Linked DNA regions of Mus musculus: region 2 is linked to region 1. The links are chromatin contacts, called in public HiChIP or PLAC-seq maps. All regions are on one chromosome and are shown on one strand. The core of a region is the stretch at or near the end of the contact, and the rest is flanking DNA. Distances in the headings are between cores, read along the strand shown. Region 1 has its middle 29 kb from the start of Gm33318. Region 2 overlaps Atp6v0a4 (ATPase, H+ transporting, lysosomal V0 subunit A4).

Region 1 (2,706 bases), core at 18-2,517:
AGTTTATTGACTGTTAAAGTAAAGCAAGACATCAGCATAGTGGAGGCTGATTGTTGGTTTGTTTGTTTGTTTGCTTTTGAGACACTTTCTCTGTGTGGCCCCGGATGTCCTAGAACTTGCTCTGTAAGTCAGGCTGGTCTTGAACTCACAGATCTGCCTGCCTCTGCCTCCCGAGTGCTGGGATTAAAAGCATGCTCCATCACCACCCTAGAGGCTGATTCTAAGCACTCAAGGACTGCTGGGAGTCCTCAGGCCAGTCTCAGATAAGCAGTAAAACCTATCTTAAAACAAGCAGAACTAGCTAACTGTAGCCTCCCTCAGCCCTGAAGTAGGCTGATCCAGACTTTGACCTTGCTGCCACTGTGAAGGAAATTACCTAAGGTGGAGCTTTCCGACCTAGAAGGCTCTTTCGTTCTGCCACCTGCCACTGCTCTCTCCAAGACACTGCTACCTGCTGAGAAGCCCCTGAGACATTCCGGAGGAACATCCTATTCTGCACATCGCCTATAGGCTGGCTCCAGACACCAAGAATGGACTGGCAGGGGATGGCCCTTCCCCGCTTTTATAAGCACACTTGGGAGAGCCTTGAACAGAATCATGTCTTGGCTCCATTAACCTCTTGCCATCTAAGTCTCTTTCAGCCCCAGCCTGCCTCCCTGGTGTACCCGGTCCTTGTAAGCCGCAGGCTGGCATACAACAGCTAAATAGAGCGACACAATAGTGTGTGATGGTGACTGCCTGTAATCTCTGCATTTAGGTGAGGCAAGGAGATTACTGCAAACTTGAGACTAGTCACATAATAAGCTTGAAGCCATCCTGGCCTACATACTAAGATATTCTCTCAAAACCAAACCAATCGTATAAAACTATGACTGTGCTGTTGGGTGATTAAAGTCGGTATGAAATTGGGTCGAAGAGATAACTCAATGGTTAAGAACACTTGTTGCTCGTGAAGAAGGCCCTTGGCTTCAGTATTTGACACCCTCCTCTGTTCTCCTTACCTCACTGTATACATACATATATGCCAGCACACCCTCAAAAATAAACACATACAATAAAATAAATACATCTTTAAAATTAATATATGAAATTGAAAATAGCATAAAATCAAGAGAATTATGGAGTTAAACTCCTGGAAAAATTGTTTTGTGTGCACAGTTTAATCAACTTTTCAGATATAAAATTTATATTCAATAAAGTGCCCATTTAAGGATTTTTTTTGTCTAGTGTGTGTGTACTCACATAGCTATTAGCCAACACTTAGCTGAGTCATATTTCTAAGATTGCTTTGTTTCTCTTCTCAATGAATTTGAAACTTCTAGCCCAGACTCCAAGCAATAACTGACCAGCAATCTTTCTCTTGATAGAAAGGGGTTTGCTCCCCTGTAGTAATATGTAAGTGAAATTATAGCTTAGGTGCCTTGTGCATGTCTTTTTATTAAGTACAAGGATTTTGAAATTCCTCCACATTATCTGTCTCCTTGTTTATCTCTTCATTTACGGGTCAACAGACTTTTGTGTATCTCCAACATGGGATGGGACTCACAAATAAATCTGCCATGAGCCTTAGTGTTTAAGTCTTTTTCTGTGTGCACACAAAGGTGTGTGTGTGTGTGTATTTTCATGAGCAGATGAATCACAGGGGAAAAACTATAAATAATGAAACAATTTTTCTGATGAGTCCATGCATGCTGGGTCTTTTCTTGGCAACTCAAGAGTTTGAGGTGGTAGATTTCTGTGTTCTTGAGGTTGTCTGGACCTAAGAATCTGTCACTTCTGTTATCCCTCCCAGACACTAAATATAAGTGATGCCCAGAGGATCCTGTTTCTTGGGGTGACTTGTCTCACTGAACGTATTCTGGGTTTTATGGAGTATTCTTTATTCCCGATTTACGTAGTATTTTTCTTATTTCTTCTTATTCCTTCTGTCTCCTGTTCTCTCTGTCTCTCTCTGTGACTTTGTCCCTGTATCTCTGTCTCTCTTTCTCTCTCTCTCCCCCACACATGCACACACACATCTAGAGAGATGCAGAAATTCTATTTCCAGCACTGCCCCTCTTTTTTCTAGTCATTGCTTATCAAATTTAAAGCCACCTGGGGAAGGAAGCACTCCGGGGTTCATGGACTTCAGTTACAGAGTTGCCTGGACCTTGAAATACATTTGCCTTTTCGCTAGCATCTTATTTATCCTGGCACCTTTTCGAAGAACAGGATCTCGCTTCACAAAGAGTTTGTCAAAGTCAATGTTTCTAATGCATTAAAAGCATGATTCAGATAATATTATAAATACCTGAGGTTCATTTAACCTATTAATTAAGAGAGAGGAGCTAAGAGCTGGAGCCATAGCTCAGTGGTAGTGAAATAGGGGAGAGTGGGTGTACTTTAGAGTGAAGCTTGTTATTGCAGGTTTGCCTGGCTCAGGACTTAGGGTATTGGATGCCTCAGAACTTGGGTATTGGATGCTATCGATCATATGGAACTTCCACTGAATCAGTAACTCTCTACTCTGGGTCCTTCCTTGCCGCACAATCTCAAAGGATGAAGTATGAATGGTAAAAAACAGTGAGTTTTAAAAGAAGTATGTGCTCTAGAGAGAACATTTTAAAAAAAGAATGATTTGAGAATGCAGAAAGAAAGCAGAGGCTCATCTAGAAAGCAAGGAAGGACCCAAGAGGGCAAAACGTGCTAAACTCTTTACCTAGGGGC
Region 2 (2,761 bases), core at 189-2,688, 620 kb after region 1:
AGGGTTTTACAGGACAGAGAATAAAACTAATCACCACACGCTGAGTCCAGCTGGATAAACTTTTTTTTTTTTTTTAAGGTAGAAAGAGCCAGTTCATAGCCCTTTTTTGTGTGTGCCAAGCACATAACTGGAAAACATTCCATCCCACCCATACTTGCCCATTCAGCTCATCCTATGCCAACACACTAAGCCTTCATTGCCTGTGAAAAACTTTGGTGCACAGAAGAAATCTCTCCTCAAAATGGTGTGAGCTTTGTTGACAAAGCAAAACAGCCCCCCCTTAATTAGCATAAGAGCCTTAAAGTTGCACCCTGAGATTTTCTTTTCTTTTCTTTTTCTTTTTCTTTTTCTTTCTTTCTTTTTTTTTTTTTAATTAATTTTCGAGACAGGGTTCCTCTGTGTAGCCCTGGCTGTCCTGGAACTCACTCTGTAGACCAGGCTGGCCTCGAACTCAGAGATCCGCTTGCCTCTGCCTCCCGAGTGCTGGGATTAAAGGCGTGTGCCACCACGCCTGGCTTTTCTTTTGGTTTATTTATTTATTTATTTATTTTAATTTTTTTTTTTCCTGAGATTTTTCTTAGGATAGTGTCTTAGTTGGGGTTTCTACTGCTGTGGCAAAACACCAAGAACAAAATCAACCTGCAGAGAATGGGTTGTTTTTGTTTGTTTGTTTGTTTGTTTGTTTTCACCTCACAGCTCTACATCACAGTCCATCACCGAGGGAAGTCAGGACAGAAACTCAAACAGGGCAGGAAGCTGGAGACAGGAGCCGATGCAGAGGCCATGGCTTGCTTCAGCCTTCTTTCTTATAGAACCCAGAATCCAGCCCGGGAATGACACCACCCACAAGGGGCGGGCACCTCCCACAATCCATCACTAATTAGGAAGATGCCCTATGGGCCTGCCTACAGCCCAATCTCATGGAAGCATTTTCTCAACCAAGGCTTCCTCCTCTCAGATGGCTCTAGCTTGTGACAAGTTGGTATAAAATTAGCCAGTTGCAGACACAAAATAACCCCCACAGGGAACTATCACCCACTTGCTCACGTGTAAAGAACGTGAGAGCCACTTGATCATTCTGAGCTGGGGAGATGGTTAAAGTAAGGCACTTACCTCCAGGGTGATCATTTCCCGAGGGAGAGGGGTCTCAGCATCCTTCTCAGGCACTTGGATTAAAATCTCGTTTTGCATCTCATCTTCCAGAAAACCTGGAACACAGGTGATCATGACTTCCCAGAACTAAGAGGGGGTCCAGCGGAACAGGTGCCCTCGGCCAGCTTAGCTATCTGTGCTGTTGGAGCTCCCGCCCAACAGCTGGGTCCATCCTCCAACCTTCTATACCCTCCGCCTTGGGAATCACCTCAGAAAGTATCACTCATAGCACAGTTATGCCAAGTAACATGGTGGTTATAGTCTACAAACCAGTTACGTCTTCCAGTTCACATTTAGGCAGTAAGGGGGAGGTAGCTTACGCAGGATTCTCTCCAGTGACTCACACCTTCGGACTTCATTCACAAACTTCCTCTGGAAGCTGTTCACATTTGCATTTAGCTGCAGGAAAGGGGAACCACAGGTTTACATTAGGATTCCACAGCTGCCAGTGGCTTCAACCCTGTATCATCTTCTTGATGCGGGAGACTGTTGCTAGGAGTGTCTTCGGAATAGATATGGCTGTGCACAAGATACACGAGTTATAGGCAAGGTGCACCCTCCAGTTCCCACACACCTCAGTGGGGTCAGGAATATGAGGGACCTTGAATACTGTACAGGTCTACATAGTGCATCCGGGTCATCATCAAGAACTCGACCTTTGCCATGAGTAACTCTCACACTGGGTCTGGAGGCAAGGCTCAGCGGTTTAGAGTGCTTGTTAGTCTTGCTTGTTAGGTTTCCAGCACCCAAGAGGCAGCTCATAGCCATGTAACTCAGCGGACCCAACGCCTATGGCCTCGTGAGCACCCTCACTCACATGCACACAGTCACATACAGACACACATGTCTACATGTGATAAAGTGATAAAAATAAAAACTCTTTAAAATGTTAGTGAGGACTATGCTAACAACTAGTGACACAGGCTCCCACAAGGGAGCTTGCTGAGGAAATAAAGGACTAATTTTCTAAATTGCACTCAGTAAAAGCTTGACAAAGATATAATGGCCCATGCGAAGCAATGCCCCAGACAGTCCATTCCTAGAATATCTTCACTGGAACTCAGTGTCTCTAGAAACTGCAGACTACAGAATGTGCTGCCTCTAGTCTGACTAGTCAGAGAAAACAGACTGTCTGCTTTCATTGGACTCATTGGAATCCATTGGGATCACTGGATTCATTCTCTGATCCACTGGAAATCAGTAATCGACGCATTCATTGCCCAGATCCATTGGAGATCCTTGTGGTACAAGGATTGAGACAAGGAGATGTCTACCATCCAGCCCTTGCGCTAAAGCTTCCAGAAAAGACATGGGAGGAGGACTTGTTGAGGGTCATCAGAAATCTTAGCCAGAGGTCAGGGCCGTGGAATTCCACCCATCCAGGCTCTGGGATCCTCTTCCTGCAGAATATGTTTTGTTGATTAGCAAGAAGTATTGTGCAAGGGCTATCTGCTGCCTTCCCCACCTCCTTCTTATCTCCAAGGAATGTAGTACCTACATCTTTGAACTGAACCAAGCCAAGCTCTCCCAGCTCAGCTACACAGCAATACGCAGCCTCCACCTGGAGAAACACTTGGGATAAACACATCTCCTCACTTCGAAACACAGA

The links. HiChIP or PLAC-seq counts read pairs in DNA pulled down with a chosen protein or histone mark.
Region 2: a contact with region 1 is called in a CTCF HiChIP or PLAC-seq map of the NIH/3T3 cell line, with 5 read pairs. The contact joins two enhancer-like sites. A contact is called at or near these places in 7 of 39 promoter capture datasets (the C10 cell line, the HPC-7 cell line, cranial neural crest and 3 more), 1 of 15 datasets of contacts at CTCF or cohesin (the NIH/3T3 cell line), 7 of 115 datasets of contacts at active chromatin or transcription factors (the NIH/3T3 cell line, craniofacial prominence, embryonic midbrain and 2 more) and 2 of 9 other capture datasets (adipose tissue and macrophages).

What each region holds. Positions count from the first base shown.
Region 1 is chr6:37,470,169-37,472,874 of GRCm38.p6, forward strand. No RefSeq gene overlaps it. Among named protein-coding and RNA genes, the nearest start is that of Gm33318, 29 kb to the left of the region's middle. Within about 2 kb of position 1,268, at least 4 of the 459 cell types and tissues checked have an H3K27ac peak or open chromatin away from gene starts, as enhancers often do. A contact at or near this core is called in the NIH/3T3 cell line, where this site is marked.
Region 2 is chr6:38,091,288-38,094,048 of GRCm38.p6, forward strand. Atp6v0a4 (ATPase, H+ transporting, lysosomal V0 subunit A4) reads right to left here. Exons shown (of 21, transcript NM_080467.3): 2 at 2,651-2,761; 3 at 1,473-1,551; 4 at 1,114-1,208. Among named protein-coding and RNA genes, the nearest start is that of Tmem213, 17 kb to the right of the region's middle. Within about 2 kb of position 1,439, at least 17 of the 459 cell types and tissues checked have an H3K27ac peak or open chromatin away from gene starts, as enhancers often do. A contact at or near this core is called in the NIH/3T3 cell line, where this site is marked.